2 separate regions of the Mus musculus genome follow, and region 1 is linked to region 2. Evidence: chromatin contacts called from public HiChIP or PLAC-seq data. All regions are on one chromosome and are shown on one strand. Each heading gives the region's core, a stretch centred on a gene start, on an enhancer-like site or on the middle of the called end of the contact. The rest is flanking DNA. Distances are from core to core; before and after follow the strand shown. Region 1 holds the start of Rptoros (regulatory associated protein of MTOR, complex 1, opposite strand). Region 2 overlaps Tbc1d16 (TBC1 domain family, member 16).

The links. HiChIP or PLAC-seq counts read pairs in DNA pulled down with a chosen protein or histone mark.
Region 1: a contact with region 2 is called in a FOXA1 HiChIP or PLAC-seq map of pancreatic cancer cells. The contact joins the promoter of Rptoros here to the enhancer-like site in region 2. A contact is called at or near these places in 3 of 39 promoter capture datasets (hippocampal neurons, liver and stem cell-derived epiblast-like cells) and 2 of 115 datasets of contacts at active chromatin or transcription factors (pancreatic cancer cells and stem cell-derived neural progenitor cells).

Annotation. Positions count from the first base shown.
Region 1 is chr11:119,830,996-119,836,674 of GRCm38.p6, reverse strand. It overlaps Rptoros (regulatory associated protein of MTOR, complex 1, opposite strand), which reads left to right and starts at 2,310. Exons shown (of 3, transcript NR_045313.1): 1 at 2,310-2,385. The region is part of intron 13 of Rptor (regulatory associated protein of MTOR, complex 1); the gene reads right to left.
Region 2 is chr11:119,210,887-119,216,418 of GRCm38.p6, reverse strand. The region is part of intron 1 of Tbc1d16 (TBC1 domain family, member 16); the gene reads left to right. Among named protein-coding and RNA genes, the nearest start is that of Tbc1d16, 15 kb to the left of the region's middle. Within about 2 kb of position 1,263, at least 191 of the 459 cell types and tissues checked have an H3K27ac peak or open chromatin away from gene starts, as enhancers often do. A contact at or near this core is called in liver and pancreatic cancer cells, where this site is marked.

The DNA.
Region 1 (5,679 bases), core at 1,061-3,560, 620 kb before region 2:
CTGAGATTGTGTCTAGTTCCAGAAAAAAAAGCCTGTTGGTAATTTTACTAGGATTATATTAAAGTTATAAATTAACCGAGAGAACACTGACATGTTTATGACACAGAATCCTACTGCAAGAGAGCAGGGTGTGTTCTTATCTGCTGAAGGTGACTGTGTGTCTCTCAGGAATGGTTTAAGGTATTGTTTGTGGCGGCTTTCCCCATCTCACAGTAGATTATCCCTGGATTTATGACCTTACCGCACACAGGCTGCTCTTCCTGTCTAATCTTCTAGCTGCTGTCACTTCAGCTTCTGTATTAAGGCTTCTATCTCACTAAGTTCTTTTATTGGTATTAATAGAGCCTTTGGGTTTTTTAGACATAAACTTACCCTACCCACACACACAGAATTGGGGCTGGAAGTCACTTGTTTCCTAGAACTCAGTTCAACTCCTTGAATGACTTCTGTTATGTAGGCCTTACCCTGTCTCTGAGTGCCCCACAGAGCTGTGTCGGTGGCACTGAGATCACAATCCCATTTCTTCTAAGACAGAATCTTGCTATGCAGCCCTGGTTGGTCTGGAACTCACTAAGTACAGCAGGCTGGCCTCAAACTCAGAATTTGCCTTCTATCTTGAGTGCTGGGATTAAAGATAGGCCTAGGTTGTTGTTATTGTGTGCCACATATGATGTATGTATGAGCTCACATGCATGGCATGCCTGTGGAGGTCAGAGGTCAACTCAGTAGAGTTGGTTCTCTCACTGCACATTTACGTGGGTCTCAGGGATTAAACTCAAGCTGCAGGCTTGTCCAAGAAGCACCTTTGCCCACTGAGCCATCTCACCAGCCTTCAAAATTATTCCCAGCTGGTGTTCAGAGGTGACGACTGCATCCTTTTGAGAAGGACATTCAAAATGTCCTTCTCTTCCTTCACCGGTTTGACAGTCCAGCTTGCTGTCCCCAGTCCACATGCCACCTCTGGACCCCAGTGGCTTTGTTTGCTGCTACTCAGCCTCTTCCATGGAGAGGAGCACCCGAGTCTCCCAGGCTCTGCCTTACAGTCAGGCCGGTCAGAAAAGCTCTTCTTTCTGTATAGACTGACAGACGGGGATTGGCCATTTGTATTTCTTTCCCTCTTGGCTACACTCACAGGACAAACCCTCCATGTCACAAGTGGTTATGATCTCTGAGGTAGCATACATGACCACATAGTGACAGTGATGTATGCTGCTCATGATGTGTATCTGCACTGGGGAGAAATGTCGCCATGTAGATACACTTGTAGCCACTGCTGAAAACACCTTCACATGGTATTCTATCTTACCAGACAGTGAGACAGTACCCAGAACCCATTTACACAGTACATAGCTTTGCTGACTGGCTTACACAAAACAAAGGTTTCTGCAAACACATATCCCTAACATGTCCCTTCCCTTCACTGGTTTTCTGCAGACTATAACCTATACTTGAGTCATAAGAGACCCTCAAAGCATCAAATTATATGAATGAGGTGGCAGGGAGAGAGGAAGAGAAAACATTTATAAGTTTTTCCTGTGAGCATGTTCCTGACTCCTGCTCATCAGATGTGGCTCTCAGTGACCGGGAGGAAGACTCTGCCCAGTCAGAGCTAGGAGACCCCCCCCCCCCCATCTGAAAGACTGTTTCTAGGAACATGGCTTCCTCACAGAGAAGGGAGACTAGAAAAACTTAGAAGTATAAAACTAAATTCATCCCAAACACAGAGACTTAGAACAGCCTGATAGTTTGAATGGAAAATGTCCTTCAGAGGTTCATGCATTTGAACACGTGGTCCCTGGCTCATGGTGCTCTTAGGGGAGGTCATAAAGCTTCAGAAAGTAGAGCCTTGAAGCGGGAGAAGTATGTTGTTGGGGTGGGTTTTGATATTATAGCCTTGCCCATTTCTGGTTTGCTGTCAGTGATCTGTGTTTATGGCAGCTGTGATCTGAGCCTCTGCTCTGCCTCCTTTGCCTCCTCTGCCTCCCACTCCTCTGTTGTCTTACTCTGGAACTGTGAGCCAAAATAAACTTTGTCACTGCTGGTCCCAGTATGTAACCACGGCAACAGAAGAGTAACGAATACAACGTCTAAGTACATAATGAAAACAAAGCAACGGATACAAAGTCTAAGTACACAAAGAAAACAAACAACCCCCATACCCACATCTGGGTCCGGAACAGAACAGGTGAAGGAACAAAGCAGTGTTTGCAGTAATCGCTGGGGCTGGGAGTCATGACTTTGAAGGAAGAAGCACGCTAACACAAACGGCAAAGCACGTGTGAGAAGGGGGCTCATCTGTCTTCCACCCCAAGCCTCTCACTACCGCAACCCAAGTGCAGGTGTGCAGAGCCAAGGGGCCTCCTCATGCTGCCATGGACATCAGAGGTACAGAGGGTTGAGGGAGAAAGGGGGAGGGTTGATTTGGAGGAGCTGAAGCCCCTCCCAGGGAGAGTGGACAGAGAAACCCTGTGGTGCACCAGAATGGTGCAGCTGGTTAAGGTAAGGCACCAACCGGCACAGGAACACAGGTCTCACTGTGTCCACTGAGGTGCCTCAGACACAGGAAACTGGGGCGGGCTCCACTGTCACCTCAGATTTCTGTAAACCTAGAGCTATCCCCCAAAGCAAAGCTTAGCAGGCAGGAAGCACGGGTATCTAGATAGAGGCAGTCTGCATTCCTCCTAGAGCAGCCCCACGGTGGGCCAGCAGAACAGGGAGGATGCTCAACAATGCCTGACCCATAGAGAAGAGGCCGACATTGAACTCTCTTCCAACTGAGCTTTGTGTACGTGAAGAGGCAAAATGCGGAGCAAGAGAGGTTAGGCTGAGTACCTGATCAAATTTATTCAGAGAAGAATCTGTTTGCGGAGGAACCAGACACTGGGAAGCTGCAAAGGATACACAGGTTGTAGGGGCCGAAGAAAAAAATCCCACCTCCTTCCCTGTTGTCTTTGTCCATGGAAGCTCTTCCTGTGGTATGCCTGTTTGTATGCCTGACTTTGGATTATCCCATCAATACCAATTCAGAGTGTTTTCCCACATTCCTTGACATTGTGCCCTTGATGTTCCCCAGTGGTGCTATAAATAAAACTTTATTAACTGTAATTTGGAAGGTCTGCCTGAATTGCACATTAATTCTGTCTATGAAAAAAACCCTCAATTAGCTGGAACCCAGCTTACACCAGTCCTTAATTAACTGCCTCCCTCCCTTATTCTTGTTAATTAGCAGAGAGACAGATGATAACAACAACTTGGGAAACTTATTAAAACCAAGCAAGCATGTCCTTTCTCACACTTGGATCTTAGCTTCAAGTTTCTGGGGTTGTGTGTTTAATTTGGAGTGTCAGGAAACTAGAAAGAACCCACAAGATGGGGGAGTGAACAAGCCCTTAGTGGGGCAAAGGGATAAAGACCACATATTATATAATAGCACAGAATACTAACCTACTCTTACCTTGATCTAACATTGGCTTCTGGCCTCTGTATACATGTGCACCCTGCCCCGAAATATTGTTAACAAAAAGGACATTTTCTTCCATAACCACAAATCCATTCTCTGGGAATTCTCAGGGACAGTACTATGCTCAGATTCAACTACATGTCACAGCCTCTGGCTTTGGTCTAGGTTCAGTTCCAGGGCAGTGTTAGGTCACCTCGCAGCATCAGTCTTAATGAAGAATAGCAAGCCCACTTTCTGATTGAAAATCAAGGTGGAAACAGAACAGGTCACTGTCAATATCCACACCATTGTCTATAAGATGCCAAGACATGGCACAGACTTACAGCTCAGACCCCAAAACCCAGGCACATGCGTGTTGTGAGGCTACCACCATCGAGGGTGAATCTAGCTCCTGCATGTTCGTGTCCTTTGTAAATCCTGCCCCTTCCTTGCCTGCCCCAATAGTTGATCTGCCTGCCCTGACTACAGACAAGCTCACACCTTCTGCAGTTTTAAACACACAGAGTCACACAGTACACAGCTCCATTACTGGCATTTTTCAAGTGGCACTGTTTTTGTTTGTTTTTAAGCTGCTGATTAGCATGTATGGAAAAGCTGACATATTTGCCTCTTAGTGTCCATTTGGACTACTTCCAGCTTCAAACTATTAGAACAGAGCTTGGTGTGGTGACCTGCTCCTGTGACCCAGTCCCTGAGAGACTGAAGACTGTAACAGTCTCAATGCCAGCTCCCAGCTTCCAAGAGAGTCACTCTAGATGTCATGATACAAGTCTGTGTGACAAGTGAGAACTCAGAACAGAGCTGCTGGACGAGGGTATTTGGGTCAAGCCTGATAGCTGGAGTTGGAGCCCTGGCTTTAGGGTTAGGGGACATAATAGAGAATTGATGCTGCAGGCTGTCTTCTTACCTTAAAGAAATAGTTGAAATTTTGAAAGGGTTCTGTACTATGTGGACACATGACTTGAAACTATTTTTCTCACCTATGGCCTGTCTGTCCATGTTAATGTTGTCTGCAGAGAGAAGATATTTTCATCTTGATAAAGACCATTCATTAAGTTACTTTGTGGTTTTGCATAATATTGAGATTATATGACTTTTTCTTCTTTTGTTAATAGAACTTTTAATCGTTGTCTTAGTTTCCTTTCTGATGCTGTGACTAAACACTCTGACAAAGCAATGTATGGGAAAGGATTTGTTTGGCTTACAATCTCAGGGTGCAATCTATTATTGTGGGAGGTCAAGCAGGCACTGAAGCAGCCAATCACATCACCACCAGGAGCGGAGAGAGAATGCATGTGCACGCTCATTACTCAGCTCACAGCACACTCTTATACACACAGGCCCCAGGCCCGAGAAGGACACTGCAGGAGTGGTGCTGTTCCCAACGACTAATGTCCTCAAGACAATGCCTAGATCTTCCATAGCTGCTGAATGCGGGGGCCCCCACTGAGCCGCTCTCCCTTTTGATTCTAGAGCAGCGGTTCTCAGCCTTCCTGAAGCTGTGGCCCTTTTTATACAGTTCCTCATGTTGTGGTGACCCCAACCATACGACTGTTTTCAACGATACTTCACAACTTTATAACTGTTATGGTTATAAAGGCTGACATCAGGTGTCTTTTGGTCACTCCACCTTACTGCTTTTGAATTTGGTTTCTCACTGATCCTGGAGAGCCCAAACTGGCTGGAGCCCCAGGGACAGGGACCTACCTGCCTGAGGCCATCAGTGCTGAAACCAAGGGTGCTCTCGGCTTTTATGTGGATGCTGGGGGTCAAATTCATGTAGTCATGCTCTCACGGTAAGCACCTGAGTAACTGAGCTCTATCCCCAGCCTCGCGGTTGCGTGTGTATTCATGAGGGTTCCTTATGTTGTGTTTGTCTGGTTCTTGTTTTGGTACCAGAGTGTTACTTATCTCATGAAGCAATAGAGAGAGGGTGTACTGCTACCCATGTGCCTCCGCCTTAATGTTCAGAAGAATTTTCCATGGAAACCATCCGGACTTGTGTTCTTTGATACAGAGCTACTGAGCTCATCTGTTTTCTCTTCAGCAAGTCTCCCCTGTCAGTGAGGAACATCTGTCGAGGTCATTCACAATATTTACCTCCCATCCTTTTAAAACCATCAGTGGTATCACCTGCTGGTCCAGGTTCCAGAACCCTCTCCATGTTTCTTTCCCAGTCTGGGTGATGGTTCCTCACTTACCAGTGTGTTTAACCAGCC
Region 2 (5,532 bases), core at 14-2,513:
GGATCCTGGAAATATAATGTGAGGCTGCGTGCTAACCCACTCTGACTCCTGCTGGCCTGCTGCCATGTTCCTGCCCTGCTGCCACCTGGCAGGCTTCCCCGTGACAAATGGGTAAGAGGCCAGGGCACAGGATGCTGGTGGATCCTGTAGGCTGTTTTAGGCTGGTGGACTTGGGGAGGAGGGATTGGGACTGTGTGGTGGACAGAACCTTTGCCCCTAACCTCCAGTGGGCCTGCTCTCCGATGACAGGAAAGGCAGGTGGGAAGAAGGGCTCACTTGACCCCACCCCCAGTTCCGTCAGCCACTGCCACAGCAGTAGGAAGCTCAGATCTATGAGGGCCCCTTTAGCAGGGAACAGCTGCATCCTGAAGAGGTGGGGAGCCAGGGTGACTTGACCTTGGCGTCCAAGGGAATAATTCAATTATGGATAGGGTCCTAGTTTTCCCAGAGGGCCTCTAGATCACCAAAGACCGGAGGCTGTTCTTTGTCCCTGCTTTCTTGTTTGTGTAGAGGAGCCTATGACATCACAGATCAGCCTCTGTCTGGTCCCTGGCTTGGGAGGACACACCAAGGGACAATAGAGGATAGATACCCAACCAAGCCCTGTTTATGGGACAGGCAGGGTTTGCCATGACAGTAGGGGCTGTGGCGAGAAGCCAGAGCTTGGGTAAGGAGGGCTGCACTGTGAGACATGGCTGCCCAGCTGCACAAGTACCCTACAGAGTCTACAGTGTGCTTGGAGACAGCCCGGGAACACTAGCTCTGATCACCCAGTGCCGCTTGGACAGACGAACGCTGGGCTGCTGAGTGGGGAGCTCCCCAACCCCCACTCTTCATGCTCACGGTGTCCAGCAAGCGTTTCGAGGCGGAGCTGGAAACCTGGGCAGCTGACGTGTCTTTATTTGTGCAGCTGGAGAGGGATCAGAACAGATAAGAGCTCTGGGGGTGTGGTGTGTGCGGCACGCAGCGCGTGTGTGCCTCCGGTATTCGTGACCTGTGTGCCGCAGAGCTAGGTCTTGGGGGCTCCCTGCACATACAGAGAGGTTGGAGACCCCCACCCGCAGTGTTGATTGAGGACTGCCATTCTGTCCAGACTGGCCCTGGTGTGGTGCTGGCCACCCAGGCTGCTGAGTGTTGCCTGCCCTGCTCAGCTCTCTTTCTCTGGGTTCCTGCCAGCAGTTTTCCCCAGCTGGGGTTAGGGATGACTTATGGGCCCTGAGCAGAAAATTACTGTCAGAGCCAGAACCCCAGAGACAGGACCTAGGCAGGGCTTTGCTGGCTGCTGTGCCTCTCATTTGCTCTCCTCACCACAGGGTGGCAGGTATGGCAGCCAACACAGCAGAAGCCTTGGTGTGAGCAGGGAGCTGGGAAGAGACACTCAGAGAGGGCAAGGGAACAATCCTCACAGCCCCTCCCTCCCCACTGCCCCCTCCCCACAGCCCCTCCCTCCCCACTGCCCCCTCCCCACAGCCCCTCCCCCCCCACTGCCCCCTCCCCACAGCCCCTCCCTCCCCACTGCCCCCTCCCCACAGCCCCTCCCTCCCCACTGCCCCCTCCCCACAGCCCCTCCCTCCCCACAAACCCAGCTCACCCCTTCCCTGGGCAAGCTCTGGCCCTAGCTGGTTAGGGAAGAGCCCTGGGGTGGACCTGGAGTTCTAAATAGCTTCAGTCACTTCCCATAGCAGCAGAAGCAGGGTGTGTGTGCCTGGGGTTCCTGGTGAAGTCTCAGAGCCTGTATCTAGGGGAGGAGGCTGCTTGCAGGAGGCTCACTCTCAAGGCTTTGGAAACAAGCTGTGGTTTGCAGAAGGGTAAGGCCATATGCACCCGGCGAGAACTTCTGGGCTGGGTAACAGTCTCCCAGAGTCCTGCTGTTTCTGATTGGAGATGGGTTGTGTGTTGTTATGCGTCATTCATGGGTTTATTCATATGGTGGTGGTGACGGTGTAGAGAGGAGGCTAGTGGAGCTCCTGACCCCCTGCCTCTCCCTGAACTGCGCCTGTGACGACTTGAACCATTGGAGCGGTGGTAGTGAGATCCCTGGATCCTATGTGTGAATGCATACGTGTTCCTCAGGTGTGCAGCATGGATATGTCTGAAGGGCACCGATGAGAACATGGAACGTGTAGGTCCAGGGCCACAGCTAAGGGCCCCAAATATCTCAGCATTATGAAGTTATCGTTGATTTGCCCCTTTTTATCATTCACCCATAAAAACATTCACAGTAATAAAACCGCTATACATGTACACTCTAAACTGGAGGACAGTCAGCTCCCAGGCTTTGCCAGGTAGATATATGATAGATGAAAAGTGGCTCTTTGAACATTAAAGATATAAGAAAAAGCAAGATAAAAGATGAACTGCGCGGTTTGTGGCTTGAGGAGAATTCCGGGAACATGAAAAGAAGTCAGGAGTCGCAGAGACAGGCTCCCATCCATTTAGAAGTAAACGGGGGACTTCTGTCCTTCAGAGTAGGCGGTTCGTGGCAAACACCGGTAAGGTGGTGCCCAGCACAGGGTCCAACAGTCCTAGTCCGCTCTCTTTCTGTGTCGAAGACCATGACCAAAAAGGAAAGGGTTAATTTCCACTTCCACACACCTTTCAAAGTCAGGGCAGCAAATGCTTCCTGGCTGGCTCCTCCTGACTTGCTCGGTTTGCTTTCTTAGACCTGGAGGTAGCACCGCCCACCATGACCCTCCCACGCCAATCAATCAAGAAGACACGCCCACAGACATGCCCACAGGCCAATCTGACAGAGGCGGATTTTCCAGACACGCTAGGTTGGAGAAAGGTGACCAGAACTAAACAACCGAGGCAGGAGGATCTCGGACTCAAGGGCTGGTGATACACACAGCAGTAGAGCTGAGTGCGAAGTCCTGTGTGGGCTCGCCAGCAGCCCACACATGGAGCAAAGGGAAAGCTTACTTAGCATTTCTAGTGTTTGGCTTCCTGGGTTGCCCTAAGAAGTTAATATACAAGGAGGCCTCGGGCAGTAAGCGTTTATTCCTCCGTAGCTTTGGAAGCTAGAAACCCAAGGCCAAGGTGCTGGCCTGTTTTTCCCTTCTGAGGCTGTGAGGGGAATGACCCCTTGACTCATCTCCCGGGCCTGGAGATGGCTGTCTGCCAAGCCAATAGCTATGAAGGTGTGCCTGCCTCCAAATCCTTTCTTTTTCGGAGAGCCTCAGCCGTCCTGGATTGAACACCAGTGACCCCGATAGCTTGAATTCCTCTTGAGATAGCGCTGAATGCTGAGCTGGGGGTTAGGACTACAACATATGGGACTTGGGGAACGTGTCCAATCCATGAGGCCAGGCAGTGTGTTTGTGATGTAAGCAAAAGGAAGATACAATTCCAGTGGGTGGGATTTTACACTTTTAAATTTCTGTATTTTTAGACTGGATATAGAAGATGCAAACGTAGTTTGGATCATGCTATTTAAGAAAACGTGTCCATACATCTTCCTTTGTTCTTCCCCGTCCCCCTCTTTTCTTCTCTTTCTCATTCTCTTCTTTTGCAGACAGAGTCTCACTTACCCCAGGCTAGCCTTAACTCGCAATGTAGACTTTAGGTCTTTCTGCCTCCGCCTCCCAGCGATCTCTAGGATTGCAGGCGCGCGCAGCCATGCAGGGCTTACGTCATGCTAGGTGTGGAGCCCCGGGCTTTGCGTGCTTTTGGCAGACGCTCTACCCACTGAGCCACACCTCAGCCCATCATAACTTTCTTGAACCTATTGCTAGAGATCAAAGTAGAACTTTTACCTTCTAGGCAAGTATTTTACCACTGAGACACCGTAGCCCAAACATTGTTATAAAAAGTTTTATTACGTTATGTGTGAGTGTGTGTGTGTGTGTGTGTGTGTGTGTGTGTGCATGCACATACACAATGGTGGGTGTATGGAAGTCAGACGTCAGTTTTTCAGATCAGTCCTCTCTTTCTACCCCGTGGGTCCCAGGGATCTGACTTAGGTCATCAGGTTTGGCCACAGGTGCCTTTACCTGCTGAACCTTCTAGTTGACCTCCCACCACACCCTCGCCCCCAGCCAGGTCTTATACAGCCTAGGCTGGCCTTGAACTCACAGCCCTCCTACTTGTTCTTCCAGATGCAGACTTCAGGCAGATGTTAGCTCACCCAGTGCAGGGGAAAAAAGGGTTTTAGAGTTGAAAACAGACCTAGAATTACATCCGCCCAGTGTGATGGAAACCAGACACCAGGCGGCAGGTTTAATTTAGATGAAAGAGGCAAAAAGCAAATCCATTTTGAAAATAAGAATTGTCTTACCAGAGTAAATGACCCTGGCTAATAGGGAACAGATTTGCCCCGGCTTGTCCAGAAGCAGCCAGGGCTCTCTAGAACATCGCGGGAGGAAGGCTGTCTGCACACCCATCCATCCTAGCATGGAGAAGCAGGAGTGCCCACACAGAGGATGAGGGCCTCCCATATTCCGTGTCTCTTCCTCCCATGTGGCTTTGGATGCCTGTGTTATTAAACGAACAGCAGCAGGATGCACCTCACAGCCGCCGCCCGGCTTTTGGAATCTCCCCCCAAACTTCCAGCACATTTTTTTGATTATCCTCAGTGTGGCTAAACAGTGCCGCTGAGGATGCTCTTGGTTTTCGGAAGCAGATGAGGGCTGTTGGCAGCCAAGCCTGGCGCTGATGCAGTTCTCTAACTGATGTGGGGAATGAGAGGCTCAGAGGAGGCTGCGCATGCCTCTGCAGCCACTGTGGAGGCCACCCCCACGCCCACGCCCACGCCCACGCCCACGCCCGCGGCAGCCATGGGCACCCCTGGGAGCAGGCAGAGACTGCTACAACACACCAGACTGACGAATGTAAAAAGTCTCACTGCTAAATTTTTAAAAAAAATTTTAATGGTATGTTTTAAGAGCACTGGCTACTCTAACAGAGGTCCTGAGTTCAATTCCCAGCAACCACATGGGGGCTCACAACCATCTGTAATGGGATCCGATGCCCTCTTCTGGTGTGTCTGAAGAGATTGACAGTGTACTTGAATGCATAAGAATAAGTCTTTTTAAAAAATTAATTTCGGGCTGGAGAGATGGCTCAATGGTTAAGAGCATTGACTGCTCTTCCAGGGGTCCTGAGTTCAATTTCCAGCAACCACATGGTGGCTCACAACTATCAGTAATGGGATCTGATGCCCTCTTCTAGTGTGTCTGAAGACAGTTACAGTGTATTCATATACATAAAATAAATAAAATTTAAAAATCGATTTTTTCCCTCTTTTCAAACATGGCTACTAGAAAGTATGACATTGTTTACATGGCTTGTGTAATTTCTGGGCCAGAGAAATGTCACCCTCCTCCTTCTCTTTTTCCTTTTCTTCTCTTTTCTCTAACTCCATCCTCTTCCTCACCTTCCCCCTCTTTCTGCTTCTCCTCCTCTCCCCACCCCGTTGGTTTTCGGAAGCAGCTGAGGGCTGCTGGCAGCCAAGCCTGGTGCTGGCGCGGCTCCCTAAGTGGAATGAGCGCCTCAAACTGTGGAGCAATGCCAGTGGCCTGTGGTAGGTTGGGC